2 separate regions of the Mus musculus genome follow, and region 2 is linked to region 1. Evidence: chromatin contacts called from public HiChIP or PLAC-seq data. All regions are on one chromosome and are shown on one strand. The core of a region is the stretch at or near the end of the contact, and the rest is flanking DNA. Distances in the headings are between cores, read along the strand shown. Region 1 overlaps Etl4 (enhancer trap locus 4). Region 2 has its middle 7.1 kb from the start of Gm52501.

What was found. HiChIP or PLAC-seq counts read pairs in DNA pulled down with a chosen protein or histone mark.
Region 2: a FOXA1 HiChIP or PLAC-seq map of pancreatic cancer cells shows a contact between it and region 1. The contact joins two enhancer-like sites. A contact is called at or near these places in 1 of 115 datasets of contacts at active chromatin or transcription factors (pancreatic cancer cells) and 1 of 9 other capture datasets (embryonic stem cells).

Annotation. Positions count from the first base shown.
Region 1 is chr2:20,442,632-20,447,161 of GRCm38.p6, reverse strand. The region is part of intron 2 of Etl4 (enhancer trap locus 4); the gene reads right to left. Among named protein-coding and RNA genes, the nearest start is that of Gm17171, 110 kb to the right of the region's middle. Within about 2 kb of position 1,446, at least 35 of the 459 cell types and tissues checked have an H3K27ac peak or open chromatin away from gene starts, as enhancers often do. A contact at or near this core is called in pancreatic cancer cells, where this site is marked.
Region 2 is chr2:21,233,378-21,238,200 of GRCm38.p6, reverse strand. No RefSeq gene overlaps it. Among named protein-coding and RNA genes, the nearest start is that of Gm52501, 7.1 kb to the right of the region's middle. Within about 2 kb of position 3,125, at least 81 of the 459 cell types and tissues checked have an H3K27ac peak or open chromatin away from gene starts, as enhancers often do. A contact at or near this core is called in pancreatic cancer cells, where this site is marked.

The DNA.
Region 1 (4,530 bases), core at 197-2,696:
ACTCAGAGATCTGTCTGTCTCTGCCTCACAGGAGCTGAAATTAAAGGCATGAGCCACCAAACCTGCCTCATTTTAGTGAAGACTTTTATAAGTCAGATTTTCTTTACAGAGTGAAAAAGGGCAACTTCTGAGTTTTTGACTAACGACCAAATGCTTGGAGAGGTGTTTAGCAAGATACAATCTTTTTAACAGAGGTGCCACTTTATTGCCTTTTTCTGCTATATGACCATGGGACAAGCATGTCCTTGAAAGAAGGCTCCCAGTAGAATCCCACCAGGATGGCACCCTGGTCTTGGATTTCAAAGCCTCCAGAATCCTAGAACAAGAGAAATAAACTTCTATTGTTTATAAGCAATAAATACAAATAAATAAAAAGAAGTATGTCCAGGGGTTATTTGCTTAGCCCCCTGTACAGTACATCTTCCCTAACTGAACACTTGCAAGTGTGACAAGCAATCACACACCTTACTGCGAGCAACACTTCTGTCTACTTTTATTTTGTTGCACCACTATCTTTAATTGATAAGTACTTTCTTGCTGCTGTGGCTGTTGAGATAGGCTGACCTCTAGCTTGCAATTAGCACGGACTGACCTTGAAAACATGGTTTTCTTGTCTCCACCTTCCAAGTGCTAGGATTGAATACATGTATCTTCAGCAGAAGAGAGATGTGTTAATACCGTGATAACTGTTGTCACCAAATCTACTAATAGAATTCATCCAGGCAGATGTCGGTGACTGCCTATAGGGGGCACTCTTAAATGACTGGGTCAGTATTTGAACTGAGGTCAACTACATTCCAAAGTGTTGACTTTAATGGCTTATACAAAGATAACAAGAAACCACAGGCATTTTTCTAGCAAGGCTAATTTTATCTGGTGATAAATATGTTAAAACACTGTATTATAATAAATAATGAAACACAAATTTGCTTTTATGGAAATCAAATGTTTCTTTTTTCATAATGACCGCCAGACTAACTCTTATAAAACAGGTAATCCCTTAATTTCACAACTTAAGCATCTCACTACAGCTAGCACTCAGTGCCTAGATGTGTTTGTGAGCAGGGCAAGTCACAATGAATAGGACTCAGATGAACACACCACATTGTGCTTGACCAAGCTGCTCACACGTGTAACTCTGAACTTTGTTCATGCAACTGCTACAGATGGGTTGGAGTCTAAGATGCAGGAGGTGCAGACACAGGCTCTTAGATTCAGCGCACGTGAAACCAGGCTTGTATTCCTTCTCTGTGCAACTTCAAATAGCGCAATCTAAAACTTCAATCTCAGGCTACATCAAATTCCAAAGTATTCTTTGATCTCTAATGAAAAATCAAACAACATGATAATCATTAACTAAAATAAGTCCCCTACTTACAAACCCTTTGTGTTTGCTGCTCGGTCTAGGATTGGGACAAGAAGCAGGATGTATAAACTGCAAAGAATCTGAGCAAGGAAAGAGAGAGGTGGAGCTGACAGAGACAGCAGAAACGCTGAGGTCCTGGCACCCTAAAGGGCTGGCTAGAACTTACGGAGGAAGGAAGCACGAAGCACCTAAAAATAGAAGCGCTGTAGGAAACTGTCCACAAGATACTGGATTAGCTATTGTGTTCCAAATCCTGCCATTCCAACTGCCATTTATAAAAAGGCATTGTTTTTAAAATTCACCACGTCCTTCCTATCTGTTCACCAAGGACGCCGGTTTCACATCCAGCTCTGGTTGACGGTCCTCCACCAGCCTTTTTTCTTTTCTACTATAAAAAGGCGTTCTTGGATTGCTTACACTTACACATTAAGTTCATAACTGTTGCTGTTCTCTTTGCAGCCAACCGTGGAAGCATGGGGGAGGTGATGCGGCTTTTAAATATTAAAAGGCACATCCTAGTCTGGCAAGATTCTGGCTCAGCAAGTAAAGGTCCTGGCTGCCAAACCCAGTGACCGGAGCTTGATCCCCAATACCCACAGGGTAGAAGGAGAGAGTTGACTTCTACAAAGCTCTCCCCAACTCCCTCATGCATGTGGGATATTTGTTTGCCTTCACATATACACATGTGCACACACAGTATAAAGAAATGCAGTAAAATATTTTTAAAACTAAAACGAAAGGTACATCCTTTGACGCTTAGTGGGACTCACCCATACTAACTGTTTCTTAGTATTTTTTGCTTTACAAAAAAGTTAAGCAAATACTTTCTTGCTCAGTTTTTCCAATATTAATATTTCTAACATTAATCCATGATTGGAAAAATGAAAATAAAGCTTTGAAAATTGAACCTCTTGCATTGGAAAAAAAAACCGCTTCAAAATTGGAGTGGATGATTATAAACAGAAATCCTTTGACAACACATTTAATTCGATTTATCCTTTTTACTATGGCACTCTTTTTATTGTCACATTTTTATCTAGATTATAAGGATTTTAAATCCTATTCCACAGCTAATGAACATGCATTTAGTTTTCATAACATCATGTCAACATTAAGTTGGCTAAGAGTAGCTTGGCTGGGGAAAGGCCTGCCTGACCAGAACTCCTTCCAAAGAGACCAGCAGTTCTCTGAGTTAGCTGTTTGGCAATACGGGACCATGTTATCCTGGAAAGAGTCATTTTGTCAGGAGTCAGCACCGGCCTACAGGTTGTGTTGTCAGCACAGGAAGAGAACAGGCTTGTCAACAAGGTGGTCCTTCTCAGACGTGATGGCCGCCTGGTTCTTAATGAGACTGAATCTGGGACACTCTGGGAAGGCTAGCTGATTAGTAAGTTCCCGCTGTAGAGTCAGCAGAAACAGAAGGTAGCCCAGTCCTCCCCCAGCCCCGTAGGTGAGGCACAAGTCTGGAGGAACGGGACACAGGTCTGAGAGCTGGCAGATCTGTGGCTTCCAGCAGCTGCATCCAGAAAGGCTAGCCTGTCCCTCGGGACCTCCAAGTTGTTTAGGCCCGCCCCTTGCAATTTTTCTTTAAACTCCCTTCAGCTGGGTGCTCTCTCTTTCTCACCAGTGTCTGCAGAGATAACCAGGGTAGTGCTTATTGCGATTTCTTCTCTTTGACCTACTTTTTAATGGTTGCGGAGTGATGAAGATTGATGGTTTCCTCTGCTACACATCACAGCAGTTTGTGTCTTTGGCACAGCTAACAAATTCCTTTTTTTTTTCCTGATATATATTATGGCTTTTTTAGTTTCAAGGACAGCACTCATATATTTTTTTTAAGTGACTGCTGTAAAATCTGAAGGAGAATGTTGATATTCCTCTGAAACAATTCTTGTTCAAGTGAGAGCCGGACATGGCAAGCTGGCTTCCTGTCAAACCTTCCAGTTTAGAAGCTCGATTCTGCCATGCTGTCTGTGTTAGAACAGCATCAGCTTCGTCCACTTCATTCCTTGTCTGGCTCTCCTGTGAGCCCTCTGTCCTGGCTCTGTTTTAGACTGTCTCATCTATATTTCAATACCACCTTAAGAACTCCTAATGATCTAGTCTCATCTAAACTGCCCCAGGTCATTGGATTGGTAATAGCTCTTCTCATAAAAAGTCTTCCAATTTTTAAACTTTACTTAGAACTCCATATATATTTAACTTGGTAAAATAAAATAAAATTGTGTACGAGGCAAGAGGTTTGGACTGGTCATCTAAAAGCCTGAAGAGTTTAACCACTGGAAACGTGCTCTTACTGGCTAGAGCTGCCCAGTTTGTAAGCTGTGGTTTTTGTTTTTTGATTTTTTTTTCTTTTAATGTTTCTTTGCTCAAATAAACTCAACTAAATGTAAGTGGTGTAAGAATTTGTTTTTCTTTAATAATCTTTGGATATGTTTGGAACAGCTTGAGACTGTGAATTTATTTTTCAATTGGGAATTTTGTGAAATCTAAACATACATCTGGTAACAATGCTAAAAACTTTAAAAACAAGTTTTATTTTTCAAAAACTTTTTTTTTTAGAGATTTAAAACACTGTCATTTTATTTGTATGGGCGCTTTGTCTGAATTTGTGTCTATGTACAATGTACATGTCTGGTGCCCATGGAGGCCAGAGAGATGCCCAGGGCACTGCATCCCCTGGGATTGGAGTTACAGATAGTTGTGAGACACCATGTGGGTTCTGGGAATTGAATCTGAGATCTCTGGAAGAGCACCCAGGGCTCTTTATGAGTGAGCCATCTCTCCGGACCCTAATTATCTATTATTTATGTGTAAATGGATACATAAGTTTACATATGCCACATGTGTTCAGGGGACTCCAGAGGACACAAGAGCCTGTTGGGTGGGTAGCCTGGAACTAGAATTACAGATAGTCCTGCATTGCAATGTTTGTGCTGGGAATTGAACCTAGGTCCTCTATGAGAGCAGAAAGTGCTGATAACTCTTGGGCCACCTCTGTAGTCACTCTTTGCTGAAAACTTAATGTCCAGATTGAACTGCATTGTAAGGACGAAATAATTTTAAAAGTGATTTTGAAGATTTATTAAAAGGAAAGGAGCAAGCCTGCCTCATTAACATTCTTTATATTAATTACATGTAGGCTGAGCTAATGTTTTAGATGT
Region 2 (4,823 bases), core at 1,876-4,375, 790 kb before region 1:
AAATAGCCGTCTTGTCGGCTATCCCTGCCCCACCCCATGCCTTGCCACCTCTTGCATGAAGGACAAAAATCTGCTAGGCATCATCCACCTCCATTTCACCCTCCCCATCTGCCCGAACCAGGCTTTCGGTCCTGAGCTTTGGCCCTCCTAGAGATCCAATGCTGGAGCTGAACTAGGTTAGCTGCAAACAGTTACTAGATTGGCTTCTAGATTGGCTTCGTTGTGAGGTGTTTTTTTTTTGGGGGGGGGGGACTATTGCTATTGTTTTGTATATTGTTTTTCCATCAAACTATTTCTAAGACAACGTTTTTATCCAAAGAGCTAGGGAAATTCCAGCTGACATACCCAAGTGCTTTGAACAAGGGATCCATTACACTCCCAACCCTTGCGCCCCTCCAAACAATAACCTCCATGTGTGAGAGCCAGCAAAAGGACCACTCCTAAAGAACATACTGGGCAAGGATCCTTTCAGGTTCTGAGGGGCTAGAATTGGACAAAGCATCACAGCCCACCTCCAGAATGAGCTGGTTCTGCCGATCAGGTGCTGCCCATGGCACTGTGTCTGCTTCTTCTCCTATCCTGTGTCACATACATACTGTGTCCCTCAATGGGCAAAGGAGATACACAGATGAGCAATCTACCCTTCCCGACTTCAAGCATTCCAAATCTACCGGAGACTCTTGAGAGCCACGGTGATGTAAAATCTACCTTTTGAGTCCAGTTTATACAAAGGACTTCCCTGTAGAAAGGGAACGCAGGGAACGTTTCACAGAGGAGGAAAAGCTTGGTTGGGCTTAGAAGCATGAAAGTGGGACAGAGGGGAGAGCATAGTAAGCACAGGAGATAATGTGTAAAAGCCCAGAGGGAAAAGCGAGTGGCCTCAGGAGAGAGGGAGGGCATCCCATGTACCTAGAACACACGATGCTGTGGAGATCCGGGAGAGTGAAATGAACACGGGTACTGAAGGACAGACAGGATGGATGAAGTGGAAAGAGCAATCGGGGATGGACAGCTATGCCTCCCTGTCACTTCCCAGCAGCCGGTTGACCTGACCAGGCTCTCTCCCCACAAATGACTCACTGCCTATATTCCCTGTCTAGCCGCAAGCCTGGCTTACCGAGGTGTGTGCTGTCTAAACATGGCTCTCCTCACACAAGTTCAGTGATTATTAATGGATAAGGCCAGACTTGCAGTGGCAGTGTCACTGGCTGCCAGAAATCTAGCTCCAGATGGGCAATTGGCTGAGAACTTGGCTGGCCCTGCAGACAGCTCCTTCCTGAGGAAGGCAGATAGTCACTCTGGAGGGACACAAGCAAACGCAAAAGGGAAATGCTAGAGGCCAAGTAGGGACTTCCCAGATGAGGAGCCGCTGTTTGGGACCTCCACTCTTCCTGAATCTTCTCTGTCATCTTCTGCCTCTATCTTTCCTCCCTTGACATGTGTATGCACACACACATACGCAAGTCTGTATACAACTTTTCAAAGCAAATGCACTTACCTTTTCTGTCTTTCATTAAGAGAACTTTGGTGCAAATATCCGGGAAAAGCAAAATCTATTCGATTAAGGAAGACTGATTCTGTGGGCAGGTCACAGTTTGTTAGCAGGGACGGTGGCTCTCAGAGTGGTGTCCTTTGGGGAACCAGGGAGGTCTCTATATACACAGGAAGCACACCACCAAACTGATGAAAATGCCAAAATCCTATTCTTAACTGTACGAAATGACTCAGTAAGCTACAGTTTTAGCTAGCAGGGATGTGGCATTGTATATGCCTTCCTCCTTGCTTGTAATGGTTATAGTTGGTTTCCCTCAGAGAGATGGCCAGCTGCTGTGGTTCCTGGTAAGTACACATTTTTGCAGTTGTCATCCCAGCAAATATTTTGACATATCCACTGTGTACCAGAAATTATTTGATCTCAATACTAAGCGCATAGCAGTGAACAGGTAGAGCATGTAACCCAGTGACTACGTGCATTTCAACAGTTCCGCTTTGGCTGGGGTCAGGGGTTAGGCTGTGAGGACTATGTTGATATATCAGACAGAAAAGAGAAAGGTGTGGGCTAGAAAGGAGAAGCAGCTGGTTAGGATACCGATGATAAACTTACTGAGTATTACTGATTTTACTGTGTGTGTGTCTGTCTATCTGACTGACTGACTGTAGGTGTGTCTTGGTTAAATGGGAGGGTGACAGGGTTGGAACATGGGTTAAGCAGTCTTAAAGCTGCTGTAAGTGCTGAGCCTGTGACAAGTTCCTGTTCTCTTGCCTAGATGTGTCTTGGAGCCTGCCTTGTATCTGCAGCACATCTCAGAGACTATAACACCTTGCCACCTGAGTCTGGTACCTGAGAATCTTCTCATGGAGACCCGTTGCCATGGAGCACTGAAACTGTCCTGCCCAGAGTTTTAACATCTGGACAGCTAGCTCCTCCGGGGACTTAGAGGTCTTACTTCATCTAAAGATACATGGAGGAGGTGGGTAGAACTTGTAATCCCAGCACTCAGGAGGCTGAGGCAGGAGGGTTTTGAGTTCAAAGCTAGCCTGTGCTTCATAGTAAGAGAGAGACAGAGACAGAGACAGAGACAGAGAGACAGACAGAGCGTCTCTTATCTTTCTGGGTGTATGGCTGTGGTGGGCTCTACTTGCCCTGTGCCCAGAGCGAACAGTCTACCAGTTCTGATTCCAACCATGTTTGAAGTTTCAGGAAGTAAGGTGACAGATACTGGGAAAATTCCTTCTGGCAAATCTCCCTGCATTGATGTAGTGTATGTACACTTGTCCTGGAGACTGAGGAAGCAGGTAAGGTCTGTTTCAAGTCTGGGCTACGTATGAGGCTTCCATGAATTAGGTTTTCTCTCTGGACTTTCCTTGCTGAAAGGAGACGAATCTTCTTCCTATGCGCTGGTTGAGGAGGTCGAGCAGCTGAGGTGCTCTTTGGCTCTGTGTTGAAGCCTGTATGATGAGAATGGAGACTTGCTTTCCTCATCCAGGAGCCTGTTCCAACCCAGCCAAATTACCCAGGAGCTTGGCACCCAGTCTGTTTGCACAACACATTTTTAGACTCTGAGTCACCCTTGAGTTCTTTCTGGTCTGATCAGGTTGGATTAAACCTCACAGCATCCTGTTACCTTGGCTTCCTTGTACAGGCAGGTCTGCTCAAAGGGCTTCTCAGGAGCCCCACCTCCACAGGGAGAGGAGCCACGGCAGATCAAAGGGTTGCCTATACTACACCCACTTGCATGGGAATACCAGGTATCGATAACAAGGGTTTTATCACTCCCTGCCAGACCGAATTCACAGAAAGCTGCCTTGGGCAAAATGGTGTAACAGGTCCAATTCATCTGGGATTTTTTTCAGGCTTTTCTTAGGTTAACATTAGCAGGTATACCCTCCCATTCCCAGTAAAATATGTCATGCAACATGTGTTTCTTAGCAATTACCTTGCCAGGTCTAGGCACTGCAAATATAGCAACAAAGTGTATGTGTGTGTCTGTGTGTGTGTGAGTGTGTGAGTGTGTGTGTGTGTGTGTGAGAGAGAGAGAGAGAGAGAGAGAGAGAGAGAGAGAGAGAGAGATATCAACAGGTACTACCAGAACTTTGGCTATTTCTACTATAAGAATTCTCTTTGTGCTATATATACAGGTCTCTGATAACTAGTACAAAATTATACTTTAAAACCAAATCAGGAACAAAAGTAACACCAATCAGCTGTCCTCCTAAATAAAAAGCTAACGTATGCAGAGGAAAACTAAACTCTGAAGCATGGGCCTGTGGAGGGGAGTGGCCACAGTTTCTCAGAGCAGTTGCTTTGTGTGGGTTTCAGATGTTACACTAGGTCCCTCTTTCCTGTGGGCTGACTTCTGTGTCAGAAATCAACTGGGCTTAGGTGAAAGGTAGCCTATTTTAAATTACGTGACATGGACAGGCTGGAAAGGCAGTCAGAGACAGAAGACTTTCTTGAACCAGAAAAGAAATAGATGAACAGTTGGTCCTGGTTGCAAAGTGCTTCAGCCTGGGGTGGCAACAAGTAAAGCTTCCTTTCTCCCCACCGACCCCTGTCTCCATTCTTGGGACCTGACATTACTGAGACAAAGACAGTGGAAGAGAGACATCTGAACCGACCGACTTAAGAGAAGAAAGGAGACAGGCTCTGCTCTAGCGAGATATGTGTGTGTCTACTTGTTTATTTTCAGGTACCACAAATTAAAACTAGTGCTAGGTAAGCACTTTACCACTGAGCTATACCCCAACTTTATATATATGCAATGAATATATATATATATATATATACATACACATATATGTTCTAAGGAATATATATTCTAAAGAATATATATTCCAATATACATACATATATATACATGTAGAATGCTACTACACATATGGAAAGCTTATACTGTAGGATTTCCAGTGGTCTAAAATAAATCTTTTTTTAAAATTTTTTATTACTTTTATATTTTTAAATTTAATTTTATTTGTAATTCAGTTTTTACACTCCATATTCCAATCCTCACCCTTCCCCTCCTACCCTCCAACTGCTCCACATCCCACACCTCCTCCCTACCACACCCCGTCTCTACATGGATGCCCCCACCCTCCACTCCATCTGACCTCTAAACTCCCTGGTATCTCCAGCCTCTGGAGGGTTAGGTGTATCATCTCTGAATGAACATAGACCTGGAAGTCCTCTACTGTGTATATGTTAGGGGTCTTATATCAGCTGGTGTATGCTGTCTGTTTGGTGGTCCAATGTTTGAAAGATCTTGGAGGTCCAGATTATTTAAGACTCCTGGTCCTCATATAGGATCGCCCTTCTCCTCAAATTC